Linked DNA regions of Pan troglodytes: region 2 is linked to region 1. The links are chromatin contacts, called in public HiChIP or PLAC-seq maps. All regions are on one chromosome and are shown on one strand. Each heading gives the region's core, a stretch centred on a gene start, on an enhancer-like site or on the middle of the called end of the contact. The rest is flanking DNA. Distances are from core to core; before and after follow the strand shown. Region 1 holds the start of USP7 (ubiquitin specific peptidase 7). Region 2 holds the start of HAPSTR1 (HUWE1 associated protein modifying stress responses).

Region 1 (4,695 bases), core at 1,807-4,306:
AAGTAGCTTTTTAAACCACACACCAGTGGGTACTCACAGGGCACTATTATTTGTCCACAGCCTCATGTGCTCACTACAAGACAAGGGACCTTCTGGATAATGAAATTGAAACAGAGGCCCAGTCAGAAGAAATGAGTTTCTTAAGTTTAAGGAATCAGCATTAGTAACTAAAACCTCTGCCATCCAATTTGAGATTCTGCTAAATTTACAGATTAACTGTCCTAGGGGTTACCTTTCCAATACAAACTGTAATATGAAAATAAAGCTTCATTTTATGAGAAAAGAAAGTAGCCTTGAAAACGTGCATGGAGACTGATGAATTTCTAAAAATTCAACACCCTCTAGTCTTTTAAAAGCAAACACCGGCCAGGCGCGGTGGCTCACACCTGTAATCTCAGCAGTTTGGGAGGACGAGGCGGGCAGATCACCTGAGGTCGGGAGTTCGACATCAGCCTGACCAACATGGAGAAACCCCGTCTCTAACAAAAATACAAAAGTAGCCAGGCGTGGTTGCACATGGCTGTAATTCCAGCTACTTGGGAGGCTGAGGCAGGAAAATCGCTTGAACCCGGGAGACGGAGGTTGTAGTGAGCCGAGATCGCGCCACTGCACTCAGCCTGGGCAACAACAGCAAAACTCCGTGTCAAAAAAAAAAAGGGGGGGTGCGGAGCAAAGACCTTGAAATTTGTGGACCTGGTCATTTTCCCAAAGATACAGGTCTGTAACACACATGCTCTGCAGTAATGTCTGTTTATTAATTCTCACTAGTGTCCAAAAACACCTGGAAAGCGGTAGGACAATGTCACGGGAAATCCATATGCTCGTGTTATTGGATATTTGTCTTGACCGGGTACCATCTGAAAAGGAAACTGAAAAGCAACCCTCTTTTATGTTTTAGATGGGCTGCAAAATACAGCACAAAAGGAATACACAAAATTCCCTCAGTAAAGTACTTCTTTTCAGCTATTTGGTTTAATCACACATACCAGGCGCTCTTAGTTGCTGCTTTGCTGGGGCCAAGTGAAACAGATAACCCAGTCCTTGGCGTGGACTCCGCTCTTCTGTCCCCCATTACTGCCATTGATAAATACCACTGGGGAGTGCCTACTGCAGAATCCCAGCCACTATGCCATTTGCAACCTGGCCAGACATTTTTTCAGTGACTATCCAATTACTGGAAGTAAGTTATTCTATTCAGAGGTGAACACCAGTCACGCTTAAGTGTTCCCACCAACCGATGTGCAGCGCCCCACACTTGGAACCACCGCACAGGACAAATACTGCTTTTCCTGAGCTCCCCTGGAGCTTCATTCATTGAGGCAACCCAAGATCCCTTGCTAAAAGCAAAACTAAAGCATTCCACGCCCTTTCCATTCAGGTGGCCTCCATTTGACTCCCGACAGCCTGAACTCGTCACGTAGGTAAGAAAACTTTTTAAAGACCATTTGGACTTTGCTTTGTTTCAGTGAAATGGGTCGTGAGAAAAAGTGCCTTCCAATGACCAACTCCGTAAATCCAACACCCTTCTCTTTACAGTGTCTTTACATCCAACCTTTATAACCAAGACTCTATACCTCAAACTACAGTGCCTTGGAAAATTACTGCCACATCGGCAGAAAACCGAGTTACCTTTCGAGTCAGGTTTGATTCTGATGCAGGCAGCCATGTGCGGCGGGGCTTTCGCACGGTTGCAAGCGCACACCTGGCCGGATGCTGGCTGCACCACACACTGCCAGGTACGAACTCCCCGAAAAACAGGTGGATTCGGAAACCAACAGCGCCCGGGTCAGAACTCTGGGCCAGTCCAAAACCTGACAACATCTGCGTTCCTTGCAGGTGTTTTCGAACGTAAGCCCGACGCTAGGCAGTGCTGTTAGAAAGTGATTTGGAAGAGCGCTTCCGAGCCACGGCGCGCCCTCCGGGGGAGCGCACCGGAGCAGGTGCGGGCGAGACCCGCGCCCGGGGAGATCAGGAATTCCCCAGCCACACCAGATCCAACCGGACGCCCCAGAACGGGGACGGTCCCCGGAGTCCGCCTCCCAACCTGGGTGAGAAAACACCTCCGTCCCTCCGCTGCCTGAGCGCTCGAATTTACAACTCCGGGCGCTTTGTGCCGGGGAGGCCCGGCGGACGCGAGGTCGGGACAATGCACGGGGCCGGGGTCCCGGCGGCCGCCCCTCGCCCGCGGACCCGGCATGACTTTGCAGCCTCGCCGGGCCGGGGCCGGGAGGCCAGGCCGAGGCCCGGCGGCCGCCCGGGGCCTGGTTAAAGATGGCGAGCCCCTCGCGTGGCTCCCGCGGCTCCCCCGGCCACAATGAAAGGCGCCCCCCGGCCCCGCCGCGGCCGGCCCTCGGGCCTCACCTTCCATCTCCATGTCCTCGGGCTCGCTCAACTGCTGCTCGCCCGCTTTCTGCTGCTGCTGCTGCTGCTGGTGGTTCATGTCGGCCGCGGCCTGGGCCTCGCCTGCGGCCGGGGGCCGGGGCTGCGAGCCCGGCGGGCGGGCGGCGGCGAGCCGGGGCGGCGGCGGCGGCGGCGGCGGCGGGGCGGCCTCCTCCTCCTCCTCCCGCGCGTCGTCGGCGACGGCGGCCCCGGGGCGGCCCGCGGCGGGCGGCGGCGGCGGCAGGGAGACGCGCACGTACTTGCTCGCGATTCGCCCAATCTCGGCGCCGAGGCGGGCGGGCGGCCGGCGGGCCGGGCCGGGCGGCCTCGTCGCTCGCTGCGGCCGCCGCCGCCGCCGCCGCGGGGCCCGCCTCCCGCCGCCGGGGCCGGGGCTGCGGGGCCGCGGGCCGGCCGGGGGCGGAGGGCGGCCGGTCGGGGGCCGCGGAGTCAGCCCCGCCTCGGGCCGGGCGCGGCGGACGGGAGGCCTGGCCGGCCGCGGCGGGCCTGCGGGCCCTGGGGCCGGCGGGAGCGGCGGAGCGGGCGGGCGACGGGCCGGCCGCGTTCCGAGAGCCGCGGCCTCCGCCTCCTCGGCGTCGTCGTCGGGGCTCCGGCAGCGGACGCGGCGCCCGGCAGCTCGGCTCGGCTCGCTCTCAAAATGGCGGCGGCGTGAAATGTCACATCCGCATGGGGGGCCGCGGAGCGAGCGAGCGAGCGAGCGAGGAGAGCAAGCGGGCGGGCGCCGAGCCGGAGGGCGGAGCGGGAGCGCAGGGCGGAGCACGGGAGGCGGAGCAGGGAGCGACCCGCCTGCCGCCGCCGCCGAGGCCCGCCTGCCCCGCAGCGCCGCGCCCCGGCACCGCCTGCCCCGCAGCCCCGCGGCGGACCCTCGGCGCTCCCTGCCCCCGGGCCCTGGGGGCCGAGGCAGGCCGCCCGGTGACTTAGCCCTGCGGGAGTGATCCGGAATCCTTCCTATCCTGGGGAGCCGGACACCCCGAAAGACCCAGGAGCGGCAATGAGGAGGGGCCCAGAAGCCACCCGGCAGCCGGGGTTCAGGTCCCAGCCTAGCGCGCTGGGGCGAGCGCTGGAGGTTGCCCGGGGACTGCTCGGGATAGGGCCCGGAAGGGAGCTTGGGGTCAGCGCCTAGAAGTTCCTGTTATTGTCGTTACTTACCCTCGCCCGCTGACGTGCACTTTTTCACCCAGTATCTACCGTGGAAGAATTTATTTTCTCACTGTCAGCCTAATCTGGCAAAGTTTGGCTCCTCAAGAGCAACCCCAGGCGGGGCGCAGCTGCTCACACCTGTGATCCCAGCACTTTGGGAGGCCGAGGTGGGAGAATCACTTGAGGCCAAGAGTAAGAGACCACCCTCTCTACAAATTTTTTGGGTTTTGTTTTTATATTTTTGATATGTATTTTTAATTAGCCGGGTGTGGTGCCTCGTGCCTGTAGTGACAGCTACTTGGGAGGCTGAGGCTGGAGGTTCGCTTGGGAGGTTGACTGAGGCTGCAGTGATCAAAGATGGCGCCACTGCACTCCAGCCTGGGCAACAGAATGAGACCCTGTCTCAACTAATAGTGATAATAAAATAATAATATAAAAATAAAACAAGCCCACTACCCTTCACATTTGGCATTAATTTACTTCCTTCCTATCAACCCAGTCTGGGATCATTCACCCGGGGCCTCCCTATTCCAGGAGACATTCGGTGAATATATCTCTTGTCCTGTCTCATTCAGTCATTGACAGACTGATGATTAGGGTCTCAACTTTTCCAGTTAATCAAGGCAGTGTGGGTCAATAAAAGTGGAGCAAACCGATATACATTTCTACACATCTCAGGGGAGAATAGAATTTCACCCTAACAAGGCCAGAAGATTGTGGTACCTGTCTTCTCTCCATCTCCCTATACCCGCTTTCCCTGCATTTTTCTCCCATTTATGTACTGTTCATCTCCCTTCCCCCCGAAAGAATGTTTTGCTCACTGTTGTATCACAAATGCCTGGGATACACAGCAAGTGCTCAATAAAAATTCGTTGGGCCAGGTCGGGCGCGGTGGCTCACACCTGTAATCCCAGCACTTTGGGAGGCCAAGGCGGGCGGATCACTTGAGGTCGGGAGTTTGAGACCAGCCTGACCGGCGGATCACTTGAGGTCGGGAGTTTGAGACCAGCCTGACCAACATGGAGAAATCCCGTCTCTACTAAAAGTACAAAATTAGCCGGGCGTAGTGGCGCATGCCTGTAATCCCAGCTACTCAGGAGGCCGAGGCAGGAGAATCACTTGAACCCGGGAGGTGGAGGGTGTGGTGAGCTGACATCG
Region 2 (5,436 bases), core at 1,861-4,360, 130 kb after region 1:
AAGGCTGAGGCAGGAGAATGGCTTGTACCCAGGAGGCAGAGGTTGCAGTGAGCTGAGATCACGCCACTGCACTCCAGCCTGGGCGACAGAGCGAGATTTCGTCTCGAAACAACAACAAAAAAGAAACTCTTAGAGGTTAACACAAAGCTCGGGGTCATGGAAATCAAGCAGATAGGTGGTGCTTTTCAATATTTATTCCTTTTTCTTTAGACTGTTTTTTCTAACTGACAAATATTTATTATAGAGCCAGCGTTTATGCTATTCAATATCATTCCTTCTTTTATCTATGGCTGAAATATTATGTTCTTACAAGAAAAGGCCAGAGGCTTCTGGAACAGCGTCTGAGTTACATGAAGGAGAAGAAGAGCAGCCTTCATTCTGTAAAAACTCGAAATCTTTGGACTGTCCAAAGTGGTGTGTGGCTTTTGAAGTGGAGCCTGCAGGCAGCGAAATCGTCCAGCTGTGCTCTCTCCTTTGTCATACCTACATGTGCAGGCCTGGACTTCCCACGTGCTACCGCGAATGCAGAAATGTAGACATTGACATATCAACAACCACTGATCCTACACTCAGCAGGCAGTTTTATTTATTGATTGATTGATTGAGATGGGGTCTCACTCTGTCACCCAGGCTGGTGTGTAGTGGCACTATCTCGGCTCACTGCAACCTATGCCTTCTGGGCTCAAGCAATCCTCCCGCCTCAGCCTCCTGAGTAGCTGGAACTACACGTGTGTGCCGCCATGCCTGGCTGTGTTTTGTATCTTTTTGTAGAGACTGGGTTTCACTATGTCGCCTAGGCTGGTCTTGAACTCTTGAGTTCAAGCAATCCTTGCGTCTTGGCCTCCTAAATTGTTGAGATTATAGGTGTAAGCCACCATGCCTACCCTCCTAAAATATTTAACTCATATACCTTGTGACTCTAAAATACTATTTCTGAGGATATATATTCAATACACATATGTATATATGCAAGGATGTTCACTGTATTACATATGTACAAGATGTTCATTATGGCATTGTTTATAATAGCCAAAGACTGGTCACAACCTAAATTTGTATCAATAGGGGCCCTGTTAAATACTTTATAGTGAATCCATACAATGAAATTCTTTGCAATATTTTAAAAGAATAAATAAGTCTTTAGGTCCCAATGTGAAGACATCCAAATTATGTTAAGGAAAAAAGGCTTGTAGGATAGTACACATAAAATCATCTTTTTTTTTCCTTAAGAAGGGACATACTTGTATATAGGTACACACACACATACACACTCGACGTACACATAACTCCGTTTTCAAAGGTCACAAGTTATTTCCTGGGAATAGGATTGGGAGGATGTAGAATGAGGTAGGTAGAATGATTTTTGTTTGCTTTTCACTTTATATTCTTCCCTACAATTGGAAACCTGTTTTTTAGCCACCGCGCCAGGCCTAATTTAGCATTTTAGATAGTGATTGATGTTATGAAATAATATAACCAGGCAATACGAGACAGTGTGAAGGGTGCTACTTTAGGCTTGTCCTAGTAGCCTGAACAGGAGCTATCTGAGGATAGAGGAGGAGGAAGAGCTTCCAGAGATAGCAGACTGGGGCAGGAAAGAGCCTAGTGTCCCAGGGAAATAAGGCAGGCCAGTGTGTGAGCGTCCAGGCGAGTGGGGGAAGAGGGGGAGTGCGCAAGGTACAAGCCAAGTAGGGGATTGTGTGAGAGGCGCCAGGGCCAGATCCTGCAGGGGTTTGCAGGCCGCGGTGAGGGGGTCAGATTTTCTTCCAAAGCCGCCTTGCTCTGTGCAAGCGCACTATCGCAGGCTGCGGGCGACGCTGCCTCTGGCCGGCGCCCTCCGCCGCTCCAGGCCGGCTGGTGCCTGCCGTGGGCATGTAGGTGGGGATGGTGGGTTTTACCTCTGTGCGGTCACCGCCTGTCTGCGTTGCTGCCTTCTCCGGGGCCTCAGACCCTGGAGAAAGCCCCGACAGGGGAGGGGGGCGCGCAGCCGCAGGGGCGTCCAGCTATCGCGCACTGCTGGGGGAGTAGGGGCGGGCGCAGCGCTCGGCACCGCCACGCGGGTTCCGGCCGGGGAAGGCAGGGGCCGGTACGTGACGCGGGGCATGCACGTGGCCTGGGAGTGTGCTTTTCGGGACAGGTGCGGGGGCCGCCGCGCGCGCAAAGGCGCAGACGCACGCGTGCGGGCACCGGGCACCGTCGGCCGTCGGGTTATCCTTGGCTCCGCGGGCGGCCGCCGAGGTCCTGTCCACCGGGAAGGCGCGACGTCCTCGGGGGACGCCAGGGCGCAGGGGCAACTGAGCCGACTTCGCAACTCGGAAGTTTTTCTTTGGCTGTGATGGTCGATTTGCCCGTCTAAGAAATGGGACTCTGGGCCGGGCGCGGTGGCTCAAGCCTGTAATCCCAGCGCCCTGGGAGGCTGGAAGATCGCCTGAGGCCAGCAGTCTAGACCTCGACAACGTAGCAAGACCCCGTCTAAAAAAAAAAAAAAAAAAAAAAAAAAAAAAAAGGGAGTACTCAAAAGAATAGGAAAGCGCTTTGCAAACTTGGACACGAGTTGGGCGTTTTATTCACTTTCTCTACTACCCTCCTCCCTTTGGGAGCCCCAGGGGCTGAAGTAAGCACGCTACCACCCACTATACCTCTCAGTGCCCGCGGCACAGGAGCCGCACTCGACTTTGCATCCCCCAGGGCCTGTAAACGCCGGAAAAGCTCCCGCGGGGTGCGGTCGCTGGGCCCGGTCACGTGATCCCCACTCAACGCCCCTGAGCGGGGGGAGCAGCGAGCAAGTGCGCATGCGCATCCCTTGTAGCTCTTCCCCTCCACCCCCCACCCGCCCCCTTGGCTCGGACGCAACCACTGTCAGCTCCTCCCCCTCCTCCTTCTTCATCCTTCCTGACATTCACTCCCTTCCCCCAGCCAATTGGTTACGTCAGGCAGACAGGCCGAAGAACCAATCACGACGCTGTGCTCAGAAGCCGCCACGCGGAACCGGCCGGATCCGACTAATAGGGGCCCTTGGAGCGGCCACGCCTCAACCGGGCAGGGTAGCTTGGGCCCAGTGGGCGGTGCTTCTCCTGTCAGCTTGTGGGCGGGGTAGGGCGGGGACCAGCAGCCGCAGAGCCGTCCTCGGCGGTGGCGACGACGACGACGTTGCTCAGTCTTGGGGTGGGCTCCGCGGTGCGGGCCGAGCTGCGCGGAGGGCTCGGCGATCAGCGGCGGCGGCGGCAGTGGGGAGGCCGCAGCGCCATGGGGGGGCTTTAGACAGGCTGCGGCGGCCGAGGCGAGGGGCGGCAGCGGTTATCTGGTCCGTGGCGACCTTCGGCCGGGCCCGGGGGTGGGAAGGCCTGGGGCGGGGGTCGTCCCTGGTTGCACGGGGCCGCGGGGCGGGGCTCGCCGGCCGTCGGGGTGCAGGAGGCCTGGGCCGCTGAAAGGAGAAGGCGCCGTCGGTCGCCAGGCCCTGCCGCCAGGCCGCTTGACGACGACGCTCCCGCGGGGGCCCCGCCTGAGGAGGACGCGGCGGCGGTGGCGGCGAGGCCGCGGGAGGCCGCGGAGGATGGAGGAGCGGAAGGAGGAGGGCGAGGCTGAGATCCAGGAGCACGGGCCCGAGCACTGGTTCTCCAAGTGGGAGCGGCAGTGCCTGGCCGAGGCCGAACAGGACGAGCAGCTGCCCCCCGAGCTGCAGGAGGAGGCGGCGGCCGCCGCGCAGCCCGAGCACAAGCAGCAGAAGCTGTGGCACCTCTTCCAGAACTCGGCCACCGCCGTGGCCCAGCTCTACAAAGGTGAGGCCGCCGCCGCCATCTTGGTACCGCTTGGCCGCCCCCGCCCGGGCCCGGCCCCGGCCCTGGCCCTGTCGGCTCAGCGGCCGCTTCGGGGGGCCGCGACGGAGGCGGCCTCGGGGATCCCGGCCGGTGGCTCCGCGGCCCTGCCGCCCCCTTCCCGCAAGATGGCGCCGCGGGAGGGAGGCCCGGGGTTGGGGGGACAGGCCAGAGCCGGCGTAGGGGGAGCCCCGCTTTGGGGTGGTCCGAGGGTCCCCGCTCTCCGGGCCCGGCCACCCGGTGTCTCTCTCGGCCCGGAGAGGGGAGAGGAGGATCCCCCGTCACAAAATGGCGAAGGGAGACGGCGGGGCGGCCCCATTGTGCCCTGAGCCGGCCTCGGGGCGGGGACTGCCGGGGGGGCGCTTCCCTGCGCCGCGGCTCGTCCCTGATCTGTGCCCCTGAGCTCTGCGGCATCCCCTTTTCCCCGCCGCGACCTCCCTGCCCCCCGGTCCTCACACTGGGTTTGGGATCCCGAAACCCCTGAACAAAATGGCGAAACCTAATATGGCCGTTCCGGAGTGATTGACGCCCAAATAACATTCTTGTTCTGTTTCTTTCTCTTTCTATGTGTGTTTCTTTTTTCTTTTTGGTTTTTTTTTTTTTTTTTGGCTTGCTTTTCAGACCGAGTGTGTCAGCAGCCAGGACTTTCTCTCTGGGTCCCCTTCCAAAACGCAGCCACCGCCGTCACCAACCTCTACAAAGGTAAAGATAACCTTGCTGCATTGCCGATTCAGGGAAGGGCCGCCTGCGTCAGGGTGTCTGCCCTGCGTTCCAAGTGTGTTTTCTGCTCCCCAGCCCAGCTGCTAACCTTGAATACCTTGCAACTTGAGAATCCCGGCGGTGTTCTAGCTAGATCCACCGGAGGCGATTTTGACACCTCCCTCCGCCCCCCGGGACAGATGGCAACGCCTGGGGACGTTTTTGGTTGGCTTCTAGAAGGGGCTGTTGTTGGGCACCCAGTGTATAGAGGCTGCTGAAGGTCCTGCAGTGCCCGAGATAACCGCCCCGGCCCCCTCTCAGCGAAGAATTATCCTGCCCCTAAAGTCAGTAGTGCTCAGGTTGAGAAGCGTTGAGCTGGAAGACGGCTGAGCCTTGCTTCCCTCTGGAAAAGACATTGAGGGAAGATAAGAGTTGATGTTTTTTGTACTACAGTCGGAAGTGGGACGAACTTTATGGAAAAGATTCTTGAGTTAGGCATTTGAAAGCGTGGCAGTCTATATAGTTTTGAAGTGCTTGAAAGCTTGCTAATCGGAGTCATCTGCGCGCATGTTAACGTGCTGCTCTTCTCTAGCAATTTGATCAAGTGTTTTCTGTTAAAACGATCCTATATCTGATTATAAGTTGCTGGCAGGAATTCTGTTCAGAGTTTTGAGTCCATAGGTTTGTTTTATGGTGGTTCCTTTCTGGAGTTAATCCCCCTCCCTTTGTGATGACATGGAGATGTGTAAGTAAACGTTCTTGCCCATTTGTGCATTCTTGGTAACGGTAGGTTTAGATTTTGTGCCTTACTGGTTTTGAAGATTGAGAAATTTGGGGTTGATTTTTTTTTTGGCAAGATTTTTATGGAAAAAGGATTTGACTTTGTTAATCTTAAGAAATATGTGATTAAATGTTTTCAGAC

Evidence for each region. HiChIP or PLAC-seq counts read pairs in DNA pulled down with a chosen protein or histone mark.
Region 2: an H3K4me3 HiChIP or PLAC-seq map of stem cell-derived excitatory neurons shows a contact between it and region 1, with 2.8 times the contacts expected there. The contact joins the promoter of HAPSTR1 here to the promoter of USP7 in region 1. A contact is called at or near these places in 1 of 7 Hi-C or Micro-C datasets (stem cell-derived neural progenitor cells) and 1 of 1 datasets of contacts at active chromatin or transcription factors (stem cell-derived excitatory neurons).

What each region holds. Positions count from the first base shown.
Region 1 is chr18:11,594,865-11,599,559 of NHGRI_mPanTro3-v2.0_pri, forward strand. It overlaps USP7 (ubiquitin specific peptidase 7), which reads right to left and starts at 3,057. Exons shown (of 31, transcript XM_024349753.3): 1 at 2,362-3,057. The coding sequence starts at 2,440.
Region 2 is chr18:11,722,916-11,728,351 of NHGRI_mPanTro3-v2.0_pri, forward strand. It overlaps HAPSTR1 (HUWE1 associated protein modifying stress responses), which reads left to right and starts at 3,111. Exons shown (of 4, transcript XM_016929391.4): 1 at 3,111-3,779; 2 at 4,437-4,517. The coding sequence starts at 3,554. It overlaps LOC107968784, which reads right to left and starts at 2,999. Exons shown (of 2, transcript XM_016929392.4): 1 at 2,640-2,999; 2 at 183-2,472. The coding sequence starts at 2,899. The coding sequence ends at 2,004.